2 separate regions of the Anas platyrhynchos genome follow, and region 1 is linked to region 2. A link is a contact called in public Hi-C data. All regions are on one chromosome and are shown on one strand. Each heading gives the region's core, a stretch centred on a gene start, on an enhancer-like site or on the middle of the called end of the contact. The rest is flanking DNA. Distances are from core to core; before and after follow the strand shown.

The links. Hi-C and Micro-C count contacts between places; a contact is called where the count stands out from the background.
Region 1: a contact with region 2 is called in a Hi-C map of F1 follicle, with 1.8 times the contacts expected there. The contact joins the enhancer-like site here to the promoter of ZSWIM7 in region 2. A contact is called at or near these places in 4 of 8 Hi-C or Micro-C datasets (F1 follicle, liver, skeletal muscle and 1 more).

What each region holds. Positions count from the first base shown.
Region 1 is chr20:4,297,519-4,303,539 of IASCAAS_PekinDuck_T2T, forward strand. It overlaps SPECC1 (sperm antigen with calponin homology and coiled-coil domains 1), which reads right to left. Exons shown (of 16, transcript XM_027472614.3): 13 at 5,855-5,957. Among named protein-coding and RNA genes, the nearest start is that of ADORA2B, 25 kb to the left of the region's middle. Within about 2 kb of position 3,658, at least 2 of the 8 cell types and tissues checked have an H3K27ac peak or open chromatin away from gene starts, as enhancers often do. A contact at or near this core is called in F1 follicle, where this site is marked.
Region 2 is chr20:4,244,339-4,250,128 of IASCAAS_PekinDuck_T2T, forward strand. ZSWIM7 (zinc finger SWIM-type containing 7) reads left to right here and starts at 3,146. Exons shown (of 4, transcript XM_072026206.1): 1 at 3,146-3,620. The coding sequence starts at 3,598. It overlaps TTC19 (tetratricopeptide repeat domain 19), which reads right to left and starts at 502. Exons shown (of 10, transcript XM_038166004.2): 1 at 310-502; 2 at 178-251; 3 at 1-76. The coding sequence starts at 499.

The DNA.
Region 1 (6,021 bases), core at 2,408-4,907, 54 kb after region 2:
AGCGTTGGCCCTATGTCCATGAGACCAAAGGGAACACGTTAGAACCTCATCAGCCTATCTGCTTTTGCACATCTTCGGGTGATACTTAATGTGTGCTGGATGTCATCCAGCCACCAAATGAATCAAAAAAACATGGGAAGAAGCAGGGGATAATACCATGGAGTAGGGCTCAAGAACAAAGACGATATGGTGGAAATACTATCCAGCGCACAACTGAAAAGGAATGTGAATTCCTGTGAGAAAAAGAAAGCCACAAATTCATAAACATAAAGCTAGTATTATTCCGAGTTTAAATTGAATAAAAAAGGGTAAAAAGCTTTATATTATATCTTCTGCCAAGCCACTAGATTACTTGACAAACAACAAATACTGACACAGCCTTTATTTTTCTCCCTAAGCTTTTGCATCCTTGCTACAAGAAGAATATAGTATCGTGCAGACGCTGCCATTTCTACAAGGTCTGATATACCAGTTTTATGCTTCTAGTAGCAAGAGCACTCAGAATTACATTTCATGACTTTCAGGTTAAGTTTGGAAGTAATTTGTTTCCAATTGCTGTCTCTCAGGGCTGGAATAGCCATAATAACTGGAACACTTCAGGGCAGATATTTTTCTTCTTTTTGAATAGTTTACTGAGGCACTACATAGGAAAGGCACTTTTATTAATAATATTCAGCAAAGACTAAGGCTCAAGTATTGCCGACAGCATCAGGAGATTTCATCAGAGCCCTAACACTAACAGTGTCTTAAGAAAAGGAAGCATGAAAAAACAATTCATAACTTTCCAGACAAATATTCAGAATGACTGAGGGTACAGATTTCAGTACTTTACTAATTCAGACTAAACAATATATGTTGGAGATTATTGCCCTAAAAATAGTTCCAATGCACTCCTAAGAATACTTCCTAATACTGCACAGTGTTCCTGGGACCTGCTACAGAGGTAAGTGACACCAAATACAACAGGGAAACAAAAGTCTCTTCTAGCTTTGCTCGTAGTTGCTAGAATATTTTAATGCAGAATAATGAAAAGGAATTATTGTCTCCAGGAGCTGCTTGTACATGTATGATGTGAGAGCTAGGTAGAGATCATGCTACCTAGTACTTACTGTGTGCTGTTGGGATTCCTCCAGATGGTGTCAAATCTCATCTGAGGCTGTGGAAACCAAGTTTCCTGTGGAAACCAAGACCACTGATACCAATTTGTCAGCCTTCTGCTGTCGGTGTCAGTGATAACGGGAAGCACTGCCTCCATCCATGAGAAGATGGACTCAGACTGTCATAGTCATAAAGCAATGGCTCGTCTGCACGGGTAGGGAATATATGATACAAAAATCTTTGGAGGTATAGCTACTATTTCCCCCTTGTCAGTTCTACAGCATTTCTCATCTCCTACTTCGCATTTCTTCCTCAAACAACCACACAGCCAGATTCAGTCTAAAAGATGGTGGTTCTTCAAGAAGTGGATCCCAAATGGGTCCTGTTAAACCAAGTGTAACTTGATAAAAGGAACAAACATGATGGTACGTTGGAAAAAAGACTCAGTCTCAAATTCTCTTTTCCTCTGTGCCATAGGATAGATGTGTAGTAGTTGGAAAAAAATGCAAAAACAGTTCTTTTAAGCAAGCCATCTTCATTAACATGGTAGCAATTCCATCTCATCTCTGAAGAGGGTATGCGGCAGAAATAATAATCCTAATTTTTAACGATCACGGGTTAAGTGCCTCTTGATGTTCCCTGTTTTCACAATACTTCTGTGGATAGCAATAGACTTAATCTAGAGAGGTTTGGCCCCTTGACAAATGGTCTCCACAGAGAGCAAAAAGAACCAGAGCACTTAAATGACACTACAGTCACTAATGATATGATTATGGAAGGTGATAATGCAACAAGAATGACTCTCAGCAGCTTCCAGGAGTTATGACTCATGGGAACAGAGCCTATTAGAAAAGAGGCACCAAATTTCTACTTCACACTGTTGCTATGATGTATAATCTTTTTAAATAGATGAGGAAAAAAAAACAAAAGACAACAGAGAAAAAGCTATTTTAACATAAATAACTTACTCTCAGCAGGCTTTGTGGTTTAAAGGACTTGTGGTAATTGAGCTGCAGAGCCACAAAAGCAGTTCTCAAGTCTGGTCACCTCACCACCCTACATTACATACCATGATGTCAACAAATTCAGAGAGGCAGGACGAACAGTCTATGCATGCTTAGCAAAAGAGATGTGGCAGTGTACATTTCTTATAGGCAACCACACTTCAGATTGAGTTGGGTTTATTTTGTTTGCTTGTTTGTTTTTCAAGCTGGAGATTTTCCTCAAGGAAGTATTGCAAAAAGCCACTAAGCCCAAAGCCTTATTTCACGGCAATTCTTTTTGATGCTGTGATTTTTTTGCACTTCCCCTGAACAGTTATTCAAAATTGATGCCCAAAATGCCAGAAAACATCGATCTAGGCATTGAAACCTGACAACTGAAATCATATGCTAGAACATACCATAGTTTGAGATCTCACTTCCATATTTTTCTTCCTCTAAGTCATTAAACTGAACTTCAGTTTATCAGTAACAGCTTTACCTCAATTCTCATACTTCCTTCTCCATTTTCTAAAATATTACTTTCTCCTTAGTGTTCATAACCTTTTGATATCAAGTCACTGTTTAAATAGGGATCTTAGAAATGACATAGCAGATTAGAGACACGTAGACGCTTTCATGTTTCCCCTCAGTTACTGTAAACTCATGCAATTTCTTTATTTAAAAAAACAAATCAAACCCTCCAGGCCAACATTCATTTCTGTTGCACTTCTCTCAACTCCCTCCAGTGTCCCTCTCTTGTTTTATGAGATTGCCTCCCAGGGAACACCACACTGAAGTAAAAAGCCAGGGAATGTTCCCCTGTAGTCAGTGTAAGGATATATGCCAGGAGCAGTAAATGTAAATTTCTATCTATAGCATAAGCCTTGCATGGATTAAAGCATTTGAAAAGTGTAGCCTTGTGCATTGGTCCCTAGGTCTTATCCCCAGATACTCTCCCAGGTCACTAATCCAGCTTTCCTCAGGGGATGTGGGACACAGGCAGTAGCTGCTACCGAGAGAATCAGTTATTCTAATCCGTTTTGTTCATATTGTTTAATGAAATCAGGTTTCTGCCTAATTTAAACAGAAAGGAATCCCCCTCCTCCTCTTCAGCTCACAGACAGACTTATATTAAACCTCCGAGGCAGCACACTGCGATACCGAAAATAAGAAGCTAGGCAGCCAAGCATCAAGTCTTATTTTCTCTCACTCCACTGCGTCACTGAGCTGAAAATAGTTTGCTTCCCAAACTACTTGTGGTTCTGAGCTTCATGTCAGAAGGAACATAGCAGTATGCTGGGATCTGCACAGATGATGCCTCACAGACGGGGTCTTATGTATGAAAAATAAGTGATGCGCGTCATCGGGGTTCTGCTTCCTGGAGCTCATTACTTCATTCCCACCAGTGCAGTGGCTAAGGCAGGAAGGAGGATGATGCTCTTTCCTCCATTCCAGCCCTCTGTACTCCAGAACGATAAAAATTCCCTGTGGAGCTCAATATCAGCCTTATCGTAAGGGTGCAAGGGTCAGGGGAAAGCTAGTTCACGAGGAATCCGTGAATGCACCACAGCGAGCACGATGGGAACAAGAATCTGGGGAAGACTGTCCAAGAGATAGTGCCTCTAAACAAAGCAATGAGGATAGAGAGGCGAGACTCTCACCATAAATCAAGACATTGTTTGTCCTTTGATACATCTGATTTTAATTTCTGCTCTGAGATCTTAACATTCTAGGCAATAACCCCCCCCACTCACACACACACCCCACAGGCTGAACTCCTCAGCTTCTCCTGGCCTACACAGTGTTTGTCAGTGCCAGGGCTGTACCTGCTCTTTTTGAAAACTGCTGAATGTTCATTCTGCTGCTTTAGACTAACGACAGAGGATGGCCTTCAACCGAACAAGAGCCTCAGCAGAGCAGGAACCAAAATGACAAAGTTTTTTTCTGAAATATCAGCTGGACAGTCATGTCAGTAGTAACAGCATTCCAGCAGCCATATATAAAGCAAAGATTTCTATTGTCCTCTGAGCCAGGGACATGCTTTCCTCCAGAGACTAATACTAAAAGGAAAAACAAATAGACCCGGGCTGCTTGCATACCTCCTGGGTGGCCTGCTATCCGATACACTGTTAGCTGCACTACTTGGGTTCAGGATAGAAAAACAAAACTCCTTCTCTTTTCTATCACAGAGGGAATACTTGTCACCAGTCTGGTACCTCCCGCATTAGGCAGGCCTTTATGTCTGCAAGCGGCACAGTAATTTCTAAAAGCAGTACCTTCAGTCCTACCTGGGTGTAATCAGACAAAGGTAACTACTACAGGCTGCCTCCCAGAGAACGCTTCCAACAGTGAACCCAGATGAGTCAGGCTATTTTAAAAGAAGTGGAGGAAGTTCCTACGTATGACATTTAAAACAAAAAAGGGCAGGAGAAAGTCTTACTCAGGGGTTGGGCTTTCTGGCCTAACAAAAATTAGACTTGGAAAAGTTGTATTTTGCCAATCATTTTCTGAGGACTGGATGGAAATGTGTCATGTGTCCCCACCCCTTCCCCTCTCCCCAAATAACTTCTAATCCAAAACCAGGAGAATTTTAGAAGATGAGATACAAGTAAATATAAATTCAACAGAGTTGAAGATGCAACTTCACAGGACAGCACTAGAGCCTTCTATGCAGTATCGCACAATTGGAGGCTAAAATCTAACCCTGGCTTTATTGCTTCTAAGGTGTGTCTAAAGGCAAGAGCTTTCTCTGGTACTTGTCCTTCTGTAAAGTTTGTGCAAGTCATTCATGTGCACATGAATGTGTGCTATGTGCTAAGAAACAACTCACACTTTCAGAGATGAGCTTATTTAAAGAGAAAGCTACTGTCTTTTCTTCCAAACTCCTGTGCCCTGCAGCTAATGCTTCATAAAGAGCTAGTTGTGAAGAAAAAAATATGTTATTATTTACTTTAAAAGATGGGCTCTGCTTTTATTAAAGACTTGCTCCAGGGTGCATATCATGTGGTGATAACTGCTTTTGTCTTCTGCTCTAAGTAACAAACAATATTATTCTTAAGAAAAAAAAAAATCTCAACATTATATCAAACTAAGACTATCCTGCACACCCAGCATATATCACAGGACGGACTGTTGCCTGTAACTGCCTTCTACAGCTCAGTTACAAGCAGAGTCCAAGGTCTAACGCAACTGTATACAAACACCAGCAAGAGCTTTATGAGCACAGCAATGGCCGTACAATAACTGGAGAAATTATTATGCCTGTTCAGCAGTGGAAAATCACTACATAAAGAAATCACAAGTTCTCAAGCAGTCAAAACTTGTTTTGTAAAATTCAGTGAAACTTCTGTAGATTAGAAAGAGCAGGGCCCTAAGTTGCAGTTTGGGCAAGGCCACACATAGAAATATTTATTTAGTTTTACAGAAATTACCAAAAAGAAAACACTCATAATAACACACAACCTATACAAAAATGTGAGTGTCATTTCAAAAATTGATACCAAATTGAAGCCACCGTTCATATACACTGTTTCTCACCATCAGTGACCTTTGATGCTGCAAATACTTCAGCTTTTGCATGTGAATTACTTATGACAATGTAATATTGGGGTCCACAGTGTTAAAGAAATCTGAAGGAAGAGCATAGAAAACACCCAACAGAAGTAAACATGTAAAAAGCAGCAGACTGAATACATTTCTCTGAAGTGACATTGCTTACTGAACGTGTGTAAGAAAATGATGGAACTGTTCTCTAGAGGGAAGTAAAAATGTACCTGGTAGCCCTCTGTCTTCTTCTGGCACCATTTCAACAGAGCGTTCCTCTTTGAACCACCATACTCCCGGGCAAGGGCTGCCAATGGGTCCTTTCTCTCCACACTAAGCCAGGGGGCGTAAGGGAGAAGAAGACAAATTTGTTTGAAATATCTTTTTTTTTTTTTTT
Region 2 (5,790 bases), core at 1,896-4,395:
CCGCCTGGTGCGCCAGGTGCAGGGCTTGGTGCAGAAACCTCTCGGCCTCCCCCAGCTCGCCCTTCATCGCGCTGAGCTGCGGTGGGACACAAAAAGAGAGATTTGGGGGGAAAACGAGAGAAATGGGGGTAATTTGTAGTGGGGGGGAACACCTCATGCCACCCTGTCCCCCCTCACCTTGGCTCTCTTCAGCAGCAGCACGATGGCGGCCTCGCCGTCCTCCTCGGCGTCCCTGGGGAAGAGCGAGAGGGCTGCGGGGCGAGGCTCAGCCCTCCCCCACCCCCCGCCGCCCCCTTCCCCTCCCCTCACCTCCAAGGAAGCCCAGAGCCGGGCCCGGCCGGGCCCACCCCAACCGCCACCGGGCGGCTCCCGGCCCCGTTCCCTGTCCCGTGCCTCCACCCCGCTCCTGCCGGGCCCCCGAGGGCCGGGCCCGTGCCCGGGGGAGCCCCGCGGGGCAGCGCCGCACGCCCAGGGCCCGCCGCAGCCCCGCCGCCAGCATCGCCCTCACCCCCCCCACAGCCACACGCTGGCCCTTTAAGAGCTCGCCCTCGCCACGTGACGCGGGGGGGGCCGCGTCACCTGTTGCCATGGCGACGAGGCAGATTCTAGGCCTAGAGAGGCTCGAGTAGGCCCCGCTAGGCCGCGAGGTCGCCGCCGCCTCAGCCCCAAACGGCCCCGAAGCGGCTCCCCCTGCCGGGACCGATCCCGGCTCTGCCGCCCCGCTGAACGGGCCCGGTCTGCGATGTCCGCCGTGACCTGAAGGGCTTCCCGCTGCCTCCCGCTCCCTGCAGGCCTGAGGCGGGTGCCCCGGGGATGGGCAGCACCCTGCCGGCTGTGGCGGAGGAGCTGCTGAAGGAGCTCAGGAGGGTGTTTCAGGAGACGGCGCACGGTACGTGACGGGGGCGGCTCCGTCCCTGAGGGCGGTGGTGTCAAAACCTCCAGGGAGCAGCAGGTGGGGGCTTCGCTGTCGTGAGGGGCAAGCTGGGGGGTCGCTTCCAGCTCCTCCGTTTCACAAATGGCATTAAATTACGGATAACAAGGAGCAGCCCCCTTCTCAAAGCCAGGCCCCTTCAAAACTGAGGCCAAGTTGGGCACTTTTGGGACTAGAGGCATTCTGCCTGCCTGTAGTGCAAGTGGCTGCATGTGAGGGGTGAGCATTTCCACACTTTTCTGTAGTTGTTTTGTTGTGCTGCTCCTTTTATAGAGCATTTTATGTTTTTAACCAGAGTTAAAAGGGAATTCTTTGTAAAAATGAACGTGTTTCATCACTGACCAGCAGAGGGTGTTGCGTTAGCCAGCCCGTGGCAGGGAGCTGCTTGCCCATTGCTGAGGTGGAGGCAGAAGCTAACAGTTAAACCCTGGCCAGTTCTAGCTGCTAGTTAAGAACGATGCCACTCATTGCCCTCTGGATTACTAACAGAGTTCTGTAATCTGTGCAACAATCTGTGTAAAAGAATATCGCTGTTTGTGCTTACTGGGTAAGAAGTGGAGAATGGTTTTTGCAGAGGAATTTGTGTAAGGAATATTTCTACCTGCAGTAAAACCAACCCAATAAACATCCAGAGGAGTCTGTTTGACTGCTGAATTTGAGTGGGACATGGACAAAGACTTAATATCTAAACTGGGTAACCACCTGGATAGCTTTTTGGCGTACTTGCAGTATGGCTCCTGTCAGGTTAGAGAAGATCCAAAATGTACATGTGACTTTTTAAAGAGCTTTATAAAGCTTATATACGCTTTATATAAAATTTATCCCTAAAGCACCAAAACAGTATGCTGGGACATAACTGAAAAGAAACTGATCAATCACTTCAGAGACCTAAATTAGAGGAAAGTTGGAAAAGTCAGACCAACGGTATAACAGTCATAGGGAATATTTTGAGTTTCTGGAACAAAGGCTTTTAAAGTCAGAAGACCTAATTTTCCAGTGGAATAACAAGGCACAGTACACTGTGTCCCATTAGTGATAACAGAAAGATCAGATTGGGTGATCAGAGCCTCAGCTGTCAGCTAAAACAAACAGACTACTTTTCCGAAGTGCAATTTTCCGTCTTAACAAGAAGTTCTAATAAATGAAGATTTTTTTTTTGCGTGCGTACTGTTTTAAAAGCCATAAACTAGTGGTGCCCTGAAAGACTGTGCTGGGAAAAGAACAACATTGTCGAAGTTTTGATGCCACAAAGTTCTCTACTCACGCCAAGAGAGTTTCAGGGAAACCAATATATGTATTTTTAACCAGCTTCTTAAAGAGGCAGAGCAAGATGTTGAAGCTGTGCGCTTGTAAAAGTAGGATATTGTAAAAGTTCGGGTATTTGGACTTCCATGTTTCTTTTTAAAATTAATCCCCGTGGTCTGAATGTATGTGTAATGTGTATTTAATTGCTGTACTTGATAAATGCATAAAGAACAAGGAGTCACACTGAAAGTGCAAGGGTTGTGGCCCTTGGAACAAGGGGGATTGATGATTTTCTTGAACAAGACTGAGGAAACTTTTGCTCCTGCATTAACTAGGAAGAACCCAGCTTTGGGCTGGGATCGGGTGCATGTTGGAGTGGAGATGGTGGAAAGGAGGGGGCTGGAGCCTGGTGGGGTGCATCAGGCCCGGTGAGGGGAGCGGCAGCGCTGCTGTGAAGAGGGCCCAGGCCCAGAACGGGACGTGGGAGGCTCAGGACTGGAACAGAGGGGCGGGCAGGATGGTGGGAACAGCAGGGCACTTGATTGTTTTCAATTCAATGTGGTTGACGCAGCAAGGAGCTAAGACTGACAATGACAGCGTTGCCTGACTCGATTCTGCGTGCCGTTGGGTTTTGTGGAACTTGAGCTGTTTGGCCTGGTGTGCTCAGCCAGAGCTCCAGACACAAGAGGTGGGGATGGCAAACTCCCAGCCACGGTCACATCTCCTGTCCCCTCACACTGTCCTAACTAAAATTTTCTACCATGGCAGATCATTTTGCTGCTCCTTGTTTCTTTTTGGTGACCAGAAGGGATGGGTAGAGTTTTGTTTGGCCTCTGGGGGTAGATTAGAATGATCCTACCCTCCCGAGGCTAGCCTGTGATGTTATTTTGTGCAGTGGGGGAGTTCAGCAAAATCACCCTTCATTTTCTTTTTGTTGCAGTCCCTGATGACCTGCTGCTGGGGTAAGTATCTTTTCCTTTGCTTCCTGTCCCAGTGTCCTGTTAAAGGGCAGTTGATAACTTGCTGTCATCGTAGTGCAGCTGGTTTTCTTCTGCCTTTGACCAGTGCATATTTCTCAGGCACAGTTTCTAACTAAGTGCGTGTGCTGGTAGTGGGAACGAAGGTTCTTGTCTGAAGGGTTTTTCCAAATTCATGAAATTATCTCTGTATCGCTGAATCTCCTGTGATGACTTGCACTAATTTGGGTGGATAAAACATGCAGAAACCCAGAATGTTTAACCTGAGCTCTGAGTCCGCCCTCTGATCCAGAATGAGTTTTCTGTGAGAGTGGACTGTGTTTCAGTGATTCATGGCACTGGAACGCTGCGCTCCGCTGCGTTTCTATCAGTGTGAGCACAACGGCATCCTGAGAGCCCTTCTTCTGCTTGAGTCATGCGTGTGTGCTAGAGAGGGAGAGCTGAATGTGTCTCTGTGCACCAACCAGGTAACGATTCCCTTGAATATTATCCTGAGTTTTCTTCCATTTAGTGTAATTGTCAGGTCAGCTTTATAACCTTTGCATTGACTGACACTCATGAATATGTCAGCAAAACACAAGAAGCTTCCTAAGAGATCCAAGTTCTGCAGTCCTCACAGAGTGGTGATGAAGGTAGAGAAAAGGCACCATTGCAGTGAGAAAGACTTTTTTTTCGGATTCATATTTAGCTTTGTGTCCTTGCCTGCCTGTAAATTAGCCAGGAGAGGAGATTACCAGGAACCCTTCAGGCCTTGATGGCTTTGGGTCTAAAGTAACCTAATACAACACTTGTGAAAGGTATGCTTGCTGACTCCTTCTTCTGGACCACAGTGGCCTTTCAAGGGTAGGATTATATTTGACAAGTCTCTTTTTTGCTCCCTTCTCCTGAAAAAAGAAAAAAGGAGAGAAAGTGCTTTGTTAAGTTTAGTAACACTTGGGTGGTAACTCTTGGCAGTTGGATTTCCACCAGTTCCCTGTGACCAAGGGCTCTGAAGTATTCTGATTTAATTTCTGAATCTCTTCCAAATATCTGAAGAACTTCAATTTCCTTTGGGCATTCCCCTTACTTATTTCCTGTTAGACTGATCAAATTATGTACATGAAAAAAGAATTCCCCAAATTTGAAAGAGTTACTGAAACTCATTAAACTCAGGCCTATTATAGTTCCAAATCTAATCATTAAGGAATGCCTTACGTTGAGTGTTCCCCCACCCACCTCCTTTCAGTCTGTCAGATGAAACCTATCCTTACTGCCTTGAGTTTGTGCAACTGAAGTTTTGGTCTTCCTGGAATAAATCTGTCTTCTTGGCTTGTTATCAATGAGATTGACTCAGCCGTGTAGGTCAGCCGTGCTGTTGAGACGCCAGGGCTCTGCCTTGGCTCTTTGTGTCTTCACTGGAGTTGGAAACTTTCCTCTGCTTTCTCCTGTTCTCCTGCTCATGTTTCGTGCTATCTTTTCATCACTGCTGATTTTCTTCTTGTTTACCCTTGCAACTAATCTAGACTACGCAGATTTTTCTCAGTGGATAAAAGGTCTGTAAAGATTAGCTCAGTTGCCTCTGAGCTCTTTGGAACTCATTCAGAGTGGCCGGATGTACAGGTCTAGAATAACTTTTAAGCTTATGAGCTGTCTGGACAATAGACTAAAGGTACAGCTCTCCAGGTCTGACGTATGGCTTATCATAAACCCTTACACGGCATCAGCAGGAGAGAAAATCCTCCTTGAATAGCACTAACTCTGCAGACAGGGAGTGTGTTGATGGAACCTGCTGTGCCCTCAGCAGTCGCAGCTCTTTACTTTTCCACTTGCTGGTGTAGAATTTTACAGCACCAAGCGCAGCAGCGGCCGGACCCCAACATGTGCCTCTGTGGTGCTGCCTTGCAGCACTGAGACGGAGGAGAGAGTTGTGCAGAGGCACGGTTGTTCTGGAAGCAAATGTGAACCTGAGAAATCTGGCTCACCTAGTCTCTTCCCCATCCCAGCAAGCTGCCGTCTGTAAGTGCCGTGCAGTGGTGTGTCCCGGCATGGTGATGTGTCCTGCTTGGAAGGGAAGGAAAGGGAAATTTTTTTAGGGAGCATGGAATGATGTAAGGCGTGTGCTGTTCCTGGGTGTGTATCAGGAATGAAGTCGTCCCTGGGCCTTGCTGGTAGATGAATTATAGACATGAAACTACTGCTATTGAGTGGCTCCACTTGCAGTGTAATGCCTTAAATATTTTCCAGACAGTCCTTAGCTTCCTATTGCTGCAATTTTGGGTAGAAAAAGAATAATTTGTAACTCAGTTGTGACTGTGATCAATGAGACATAATCACTTTAGAATGGCTCATTTGTTCTTCTGGGTGTAAACCAGTTTTCCAGGGATCGGGAGGGAGTCCTGTTGCTCAAGGAGTTATGTATCATCGGTGCTCTTTGCTCTGAGGCGTGATGTGTGGCTGTGACTGAAGGTGGGATTCAACTGATCAGTAGGTCCAGGGGAACTCAAACAGGACTGCCACGCCAGATATGCTGCCCCAGAATAACTCCTCACCTACATAGCTAACGCTGCCTCACAGCCACAGAGACTGACTGTAAAAATCTCACTTCTGTGTGTCTGATGCACTTTGTCTCATTTTCGTTCAGGACAGGAACCACTTCAT